Regions from separate parts of the Zea mays genome. Here all the other regions are linked to region 1. A link is a contact called in public Hi-C data. All regions are on one chromosome and are shown on one strand. The core of a region is the stretch at or near the end of the contact, and the rest is flanking DNA. Distances in the headings are between cores, read along the strand shown. Region 1 holds the start of LOC100277332. Region 2 has its middle 44 kb from the start of LOC103638888. Region 3 holds the start of LOC100383133.

Region 1 (2,820 bases), core at 191-2,690:
GGAAGTTAGCTTTTCGTTTGACTGGTCAAAAGCTAAATATAACTTCCTAGAGGAGGCCGTACAAAGTTAGTTGTCCATGCTAACTTCCTAGAGGCAGCCGTAGAAAGTTAGCTTTTCGTTTGACTGGTCAAAAGCTGAAATCTAACTTCCTAGAGTCTGCCATAGGAAGTTAGCGGCTCGTTTGACCACACCCGCGGATCAGCAATTAAAAGCTAACTTCCTAGAGAAGGCTGTAGAAAGTTAGCTGTCCATGCTAACTTCCTACGGTTGCCTCTAGGAAGTTAGCGGCTCGCTTGACCGAACACACGGATGAGCATGTGAAAGCTAACTTCCTACAACTTTTATAAAATACCGTAGGAAGTTATATTTATTTTCTAGAGCTACCAGTTGCCTCTCGAAAGTTATTTATTTCCTACAGTTTGTTATAAAAGCTGTAGGAAGTTAAAAAACCGTAGGCAGTGTATGATTTTGGTGTAGTGGTGCGAGATGCTGATATGGTGTCGGAAGCAGTACGCCGCGGGTCCGTCGATATCTCAGCAGAATCCACGTGGCGGTGGCGTGCGACTGTGTGTATGTACATGCGCAACAAACTGGCCAATGCTGCCCCGCGGTCACCACGCGGTCCTTCGTGCCGAAGCTTTGGAGTGGTAGGGCCGCCTGACTCGGAGCCAAGCGGATGAGCAGCAGCCGGCCGGCAGAGATAACCGAAACAGATTCCTTAAACTGAAGTCAAAGGAGATGGAGTCGCTAGAGCCAAAAAAAAAAACAAAAAAAATGTCCTTGTGTGCTTCTCTATCGATCGTGTGTTATTTGATGCCCAGCACATCTATGATTGATATTTTTTTATTATATTTGAAGAGCTGAGTAATGAAATTAAAAGAGACAATTTAAATTAGCTCGATCAAGTAATAATCTAGCGCATGCATCATGCATGGCAGGATCATATCAAGACGGCGCAAGTGCATGTACAAAAGGAGAAGGAAAAGGAAAAGACATAATAAGAAAAAGAAAGGCTGAAAGAAACGATCCCGTGGCCCTCAGTCCCCACACCAACCAGCACCGACCATCAATCTCACTTCATAACTGAAAAAAGCATAATCAGCCCGACGATCCAGAGAAGGTAGGCCACGAGCACCCAGGCGCCCGGCGGCGGCTCCGCGACGGCGTCAGCGAGTAGAAGGTACAGGGCCGCCGCGACCATCGCCACGAGAGCTACGACCGCGCGGCGGCCACGCGGCCAGACTTTCCTCCTCTGCCCGCGACGGTGCCCACCGCCGTTCTCCTCCTCACGGCTCGGCGGAGGCGGCGGCGGGGCCGGCGCCTTCCCCTTGCCACGGGCCGTCAGTCCGCCGGGGCCGGTCTTGCTTTCTTCCATCACAGATCCGAGGCCGCAACCGTGAGGTACCTGCTTTCTTGCGTCGAGTGGAGGTGTAGCTGTAATAAGCCTGACTGGCTGAGCCTACCGGGCTTTTTATAGGTTTTTTTAAAAATGTTGAGTTTTTGTGGTGTGCTCACCACCGTATCCTCTGTACAAGCACGACAGGAGACATGACATATGCACATGTGCGATCGTGGCCTTTCAACGTTGATCCGACGGTGACGAAAAGTTTTACATTTTAACCCTCCCGCAGCTGTCCTTGTGCTGTAATTTTGTTTTTTAAACACCCCCTCCCCTTCCCAGTTCCCGCGTTCGTTGGCAGCCATCATCGTCTGTAGGCTGTAGCCGCCGCCGCTTCTCTCTCGTCGTCGTCTCGGCATCTTCACTCACCAAACGTCGTCGCCATCACTAACGCCGCGGGGCTCGAGGTTGCTGCGGAATGGTTGCGCCGCCAACGGCATGCCCTAGCCATGGTGGCTTCATGACGGGTTTAGGGTTCCAGTCTGGTGCCATGGCCGTCATGTTGGCCGGGAACCTTAGCACCTCGTCGAGGTGTCGTCCTGCGGCGTTTGTCAACAGAGTAGTTGGCGTGCTTCAATCTGGGGAAGAAGGGGAGGGAAGGTGTTTGCAAAAGAAAATTTGCAGTGCAAGGACAGCTGTGGGAGGGTTAAAGTGTAAAAAAATTTGACGACCATCGGATCGACGTTGAAGGGCTAGGATTGCTCATGTGCACATACCTGTCCATGTTTATACGATACGGTCCCCCATTTAAGCGCTATTCGTGAAGTTTTATCGAGCCCGTCCAGTAATACCGGCTGCGAATAATAAATAGTAAGCTTTGACCAGAAAACATGCTGGCGGATACCGATGGTAGCTTCTTGGAAGCTGCATTCCCAACCTATGGCCTGCGTGTCTATGTAAAACGCATTTAATTTGTCGTTTGATTGTAAACTACAAAGTAAATTAATAAAAGCGGACCAAACGGGCCCTGAAGAACGGACTGCGGCTTTGTGAGAGCGTGTGCTTGCTTCTTGTCCATTTGAGGAATTCATATTTCAAAATATTCTGCTTAATTAAGGCCCCGTTCATTTGCTCAGGAATTGTTTCAGTTGGTTGAAGCTTGTATATAAACTAGACAAACAAACGGATTAGGAATTGTTTCAGTCCACGATTCCTTGGAACCGAACGGGCCTCAAGTACTCAACAGTGGACACTCACTGACCGGGGAAACTCGGAACCCTACGTCTTCGCAAATTTCAAAACAGAACGACGACATTAGGTTCAAACTGGACGACGGCGTTTGAATTAATCGACCCCATTTTATATACGATGTCAAAAGGACATCATACTTACGCACTACCTAATAATTAACTATCTGCTTTTGACTTGTTACGTACTCGCATCATCGCAAGGTCCATGGAGTCTGGAGACCGGAGGGAATA
Region 2 (2,820 bases), core at 206-2,705, 230 kb after region 1:
GAAGCCATCAATCCGTCGTGCCCCTTCGTTTATATAAGGGGGTGAGGTTTGGACCCGTTAAGTAGATTCCCGAATTAATACTGCGAAGTTTGCTAATAAATCCTGTAAAAATGAGCAACTGTAACTGATTCTGGGCACGTCAAATTAGATTCTCAACACAATCCAAAGTAGAAACAAATTATTCCTCCCTCTGCAGCTCTGCTAGTCTGCTGGCTGCTGCCCAAGCCCAACTCGTTTCAGATCAGGAGAATGGAGACTGCCAGACTGAAAGAGTGGAGAAAGAGGCAGAGTGCGCCGCTGCGCGCATGCGCGCCTGCGCCGGTGCAGCAGGCGGGCGCACAGCTACGGCCAGCCGTCTCAGCCTTGCCTCGCCCTCGCCTTTGCTAGAGAATAGAGAGATGCGGGAGATGGAGGAGCGACTGCTGCGAAGAGCCGGATCGGAAGAGAAGAGGCTTTTTTGGTCTGCTGATGGGCTAAGCCAAGGTATGGCTTGGGCCATACCCAGCCATATTAGACCCTCCGCCACTGGAGATATATGTTGATTTTAGCTTTGACCTGAATTGAGACGTCTGAAGAACACCGTACTTTCATCATGTGAAGAAAAACCAAGGAAAAAGAAAACCCCATACGATTGGCCAGCCGTGTGCTTTCTTTATTTCCATATAAACACTGCACAGTTGACGTGCTGACAAGAGACGATAGTAAACACACCAGAATAAGAGAAGGAGGTGGTGGCCGATCGAACATCATCAGCTGCTTCCCGGCAGTGACAGTGAGTCATTGTCACTCACACCGGCAAATTAAGCTAACAACGGGCCGTTCTGGTCATTTCCGTCCATGTACCTGCAGCAGCAAACAGCGATAGCCAAACTTCGCTCACGTACAGCAGGCCACGAGACACGAGAGGCGCGAATTTCCAGAGCCAGAGCTAGTTCGATCTACAGGGGTGCAAAGAAGAAGTAGTCGACGACAGCGTTAGGCCGCGGCGCCTCCCACTCCCGCGGCGCGCGGGAACCGGCGCTCCACGTGCACGAGCGCAACGAGGGACACGCCGAGAAGCCACAGGACCAAGGCGAGGATGAGCGCGTACGCGTGCGCGGCGCCGGAATTGCCGGGACGATTGTCGTCGTTCTTCGGGCCGGCGGCGGAGGCGAGCGCGCTCCACCCCAGCAGCATGAGCACGCGGCCGGCGTCCAGGAAGAGGCGCCGGGCTCCGTCGTCGCGCTCGCGGCGCCCAGCGAGGATCGCTACCTGCTGTTCCGGTTCCGGCTGCTCGCGCTGGTAATCGGGCATCATCCCGGCTTGCAGTGCCATGTGTTCGTGCACCTGCCCAAGACAAGGTTCTTGGCAAGGAGCGGGCGGGAGAGCACGGACCGGAATTGGCTACTCCGTACCTGCCTACTATATATAATAGTAATTAGTAAACAGTATAATGTATAGCACGGACCGGCCAAAAGGCATTTGGATTGGATGCAATTCCTGAGAGGTGGGAAGGGCCGAAGGGGGGAATAACCGGCCCCTGGTGACTGGGAACTGATACAGACGTCCGCGTACCACCGCCACGCATCACTGTCGTCGTCTGCCTTCACCTGTGGTGGCCTGGTGGGCAACCACCACGTTGTCGTCTTTCTTTTCGTATTTCTTCGCCTGCCACATCCTCCGCTTCCACCAGTTTTGGTGTCACCTTGGTAAGTTCTGTAGACATCAGGGTCTCTCTCATTGCAAACGCGGATCAATCTGATAGAGACATGCAGCAAACACTGTACCAAGACTCAATTGACTCGACGGAGAAGCCGATCGAGCTAGCTTAGCATGCATCCACCGTTCTTGAATTCGGTTGACTCGTTTATATGGCCATCGATCAGTCAGACCTGAGATTTGGACGCCCATCCGAGACTTACCTGCTGCATGCAGCGGACCATTGCTACACGTTCACAAGGCAGTAGTGGCTCTCCGTAATAGCAAAAATCTCCATGCAGGCAGGGTACTCGTAGTTATATGTCAATTTTTAATCTGAAGAAAACAACGGATGCCAACTTGTATTACAGGACTCCGGTAGTGTTGCGAATCTCTATCCAACTGACGACCAGAAGAACCAGGCAACCAGCCTTCCCTGGTTTTAACCTGTGCAAGGCCAGCAAGCTATTTACCAGTAACCACACCCGCCACCTCTGCTCCGGCCCTTTTCTCGGATCGTTGATAGTGATTCTTTGATGTTAAGGGTTTTATGGCCTTACCTGGTTTTAACCTGCGCAATGCCGCCAAACTGTTTACCAGTGACCACCCCCGCCACCTCTGCTCCGGCCCTTTTCTCTCATCATTGATAGTGATTCTTTGATGTCTAGGATCTTATGGTCCTGTCTGATCAGTCCCCTTATCTGACTGAAGTAATCGACGTAGGTCTAGAGTTCTAGATAGAGTAGATAGAGAGACAGGGAGTTACATATAGATGGTAATAGGTACCTGACATCCGAAACCCAGTGAATTTTTACTCTATTAGCTTATGGTACATGCTAATATCTACCGAATTTTTTGTTTTTTAGCCCCTTTCGAGTCAAAAATTTACGTTTGGATCCCCAGAAATTTTATTTGCGCGTTTGGACCCGAAGCTCGGTGCCATAGGCTGTGGCGTCGAGGTAACACAGCTCGGCGCCACAGCCTATGGCGCCGAGCTTCGTGACGTGGCAGTCCGCGTGGCACCTAGCTCGGCGCCACAGATCTTGGCGCCGAGCTAGGAAATACCCGCAAACTGCCTTTCTCTCTGCGCGTTTCTTCTCTTCTCTGCTCTTTCCGAAATCACGCCGCCGCCGTTACCAAATC
Region 3 (2,820 bases), core at 188-2,687, 130 kb after region 1:
CGGATAAAAAGCCCGTTGGACACGGTTTTGGGTACGAGCCTGTATCCGTGGATATGGATACGGATAGCAGTTGATATCCGTGGATATTTTTAAAACGGGTACGAAAAATCAGTATCCATACTTGAATACCCGAATATCCATTAAAGTAACTTGACATGTGGGATCACTGGAGTTTGGAACCACTTCACGAACCACAGCCAGCCCAAGTTCCGTCGCGGCCCGCCCATCTCCTGACCGTCTAGCCTCCCCAAATCCCCCAATCGTGTTTTTATCATATTTAAATTTGCTAGACAAATATGTTATCATATTTGAATTTGTTGGATTCAAATATGTTGTATGTGTAGTGGGCAAACAGATATATCCATGGATATCCATTATCCGTGGGTAACGGATGTGGATACTATTTTTTATTCGTAGCGGGTAATGGGTATGTCTAGAGACACTATCCGCGGATAGTCTATCCGTTGTCATCCCTCGCGCGCGTTGGACGACTACTATATCAAGGATTGTGGCATCATATCGGCGCCGGAGGTGACGTAGAGGAGGACCAATAACAATGACCACTCGCAATCGTCGGGGTAGCTTTTGTGTCGGCCTGCCTTTAATTCTTTTCACAAACACATACACTTGCCTTTTGTGTAAGCAAGCGTGTATGGTGGTGCGTGCCTGATGACTGATGAGGGAACTTCTACCGGCAGGTGTGACATGTGCTCTCTAATAATGAGACCATGCAAATCGTGACATATATCGAAGTCTGTATGATACTGATGGTTACAATGTAGTAGTGAAACAACTAAATTAAAATAACAAAATTTATGTATGGCCAGGATCACAAATGGATTATGAAACATTTACTTATAACAATATAAGACAAATTTTATATATAAGTTATCATGATATTATATGTTTTCGCTGCAACGCACGGTACTCACCTAGTACGCTATAATTCACTATTTTTTAAATACCTCTAACGTCCCGTTTGGATCATTGGAATTGAATTCCATTCTAATAATAGTAATTTAGGCATATATCAATTAAGCTAATTCGGTTTTATGCAAAATATATTTGTATACTATTATTAGCAAGATGTCGGAGATATTTATGTGCTACATTTTTAATATAGAGGAGTGAGACGAAGAGTGTAATGTAAGTTATAGATTAGAAACCAATTCTACTAATACATAAAATCATTTCCCACCCTCCACCCCATAAATTTAAGATAGACTTATATCTGAACTTTAGAAAGTGGTGGAATGTCAAATTCCAAACTAAATAAGTTATTTTATTAAGTGAATTCCAATTCCTCTAAAATGAAAGGATCCAAACGCCCCGTAATAATTTTTTAGGGAACCCTTTTAGCATCGGAGTTGCTCTAAACCCCTCTCTCTGGATTCCTCCTCCCGTCCTCCGGTCCTCCCGTTTCCCCCCTTCCCCTTCCGCTTCGCCATTCCTTCTCGGTCAGAACGACGCGCATCCCCGCCCGCACGTTCCCGTGCTCTCGCTTCTCCGGAGGCGACCAGGGTTGGGACTTGGGAGGCTAGCGAGAAGGTGCTACCCGGGCCAACTCCTCCGATCGCCCGCAGGAGAAGGGGATCTCTCCGCCTCCCCGCCCTCGTCGGGCCTTTCCCATCGCCACCCGCGAGGCCACGCGCTCCAGCTCTTGTGAACCGGAAGGGTTCTGGATTTCTGAGCCAAGCGACCAGCACGGTGGCTCGGCCGGGCTGACACTCCCCTCCCCTGTCGCCCGGTCTCTTCCTTCCCGAGCAGAACTCCCCTGCGTCTTGCCGCTTCTAGCATCGGGGAGGTAATACGTCATATCCTTTTATTCTGTTCGTGATAAGTTAATAAATGTTGAAGCTATTACTGAACTGATTAGGAGAAGCCGATTGAATTGTAGAATCAGTATCATTTCTGAGAACAACCAAATTGATTCAGACTGGTTATGAACCGATTGTTGTAGTAGCACTTTTCTGATGATAACATATGCTTCATATTATTTGAGTTTTTGCTTCAGTTTTTGTAACAACTAATGCTTAATCAAACACTAGTCATAAATTTCAGAAACGCCCATTCAAAGTCGGCAAACCTGGCAGTTAAAGATTGAAGATCCTTAATAGGTACCAAAGAAGTTACAAAAATAGCAATATCCACGCGAAGCTAGTAACCGAAACAAAGTTATCATACTTCCGGCATTCTGGCCTTTTCACACTCAAAACAGACAACCAGCCATGTGAAAAGGATTGCCCAAACAGTGAAATTTTCCATATATCTCCTTAAGGCTGATGCTTCTATGTGCAGCTAAATTCTCAGAAAAGCTCCTCATAAATAATCCTCCCAAACAGGGCTTTGTCACCTTGCTTGACCTGTTCACCAGGGTGGGGTTTGATTGATTGGTTCATTTGTTCAGTCGATTCCCAACAAAACTTGAGCTGAAATTTAGTGGCAACTATAGTCTGACTTGTTTTTGTCGGGACCCTTAGGGATTACCTAAATATATTATGTTTTTCAGCTTGGGATTGCCAGTGAACAAATTATTTTTCATGTGTGTATATATTGGGTTTTCGTCCTGCATTTAGTCATTCTGTTAATGCCATCTTTCTACAGAAAAATTATAGAGGAAGGATATGCGGGATCCATTTGATGCACCGGTTGATCTCATTAACCCGGACCATAATGGTGGGAACAAACTTTCTAGGACTGGTGCAGTGTCTGCTGGGGACTATGGTTTACAAAATGGACCCAAATCCTTTGCCCCAAACTCCGACACCCTAGTCAGGTCCTTCCTTCTTGAACAAAAAGACCTGCTGCAGACATTTTCTT

What was found. Hi-C and Micro-C count contacts between places; a contact is called where the count stands out from the background.
Region 2: a Hi-C map of bundle sheath shows a contact between it and region 1, with 3 times the contacts expected there. The contact joins the enhancer-like site here to the promoter of LOC100277332 in region 1. A contact is called at or near these places in 2 of 25 Hi-C or Micro-C datasets (bundle sheath and ear).
Region 3: a Hi-C map of ear shows a contact between it and region 1, with 2.3 times the contacts expected there. The contact joins the promoter of LOC100383133 here to the promoter of LOC100277332 in region 1. A contact is called at or near these places in 6 of 25 Hi-C or Micro-C datasets (bundle sheath, ear, endosperm and 2 more) and 1 of 3 datasets of contacts at active chromatin or transcription factors (seedling).

Annotation. Positions count from the first base shown.
Region 1 is chr9:116,695,986-116,698,805 of Zm-B73-REFERENCE-NAM-5.0, forward strand. It overlaps LOC100277332, which reads right to left and starts at 1,441. Exons shown (of 1, transcript NM_001150927.2): 1 at 870-1,441. The coding sequence starts at 1,375. The coding sequence ends at 1,073.
Region 2 is chr9:116,928,231-116,931,050 of Zm-B73-REFERENCE-NAM-5.0, forward strand. No RefSeq gene overlaps it. Among protein-coding and RNA genes, the nearest start is that of LOC103638888, 44 kb to the left of the region's middle. Within about 2 kb of position 1,456, at least 15 of the 20 cell types and tissues checked have an H3K27ac peak or open chromatin away from gene starts, as enhancers often do. A contact at or near this core is called in bundle sheath and ear, where this site is marked.
Region 3 is chr9:116,830,601-116,833,420 of Zm-B73-REFERENCE-NAM-5.0, forward strand. LOC100383133 reads left to right here and starts at 1,438. Exons shown (of 20, transcript NM_001361948.1): 1 at 1,438-1,804; 2 at 2,605-2,776. The coding sequence starts at 2,625.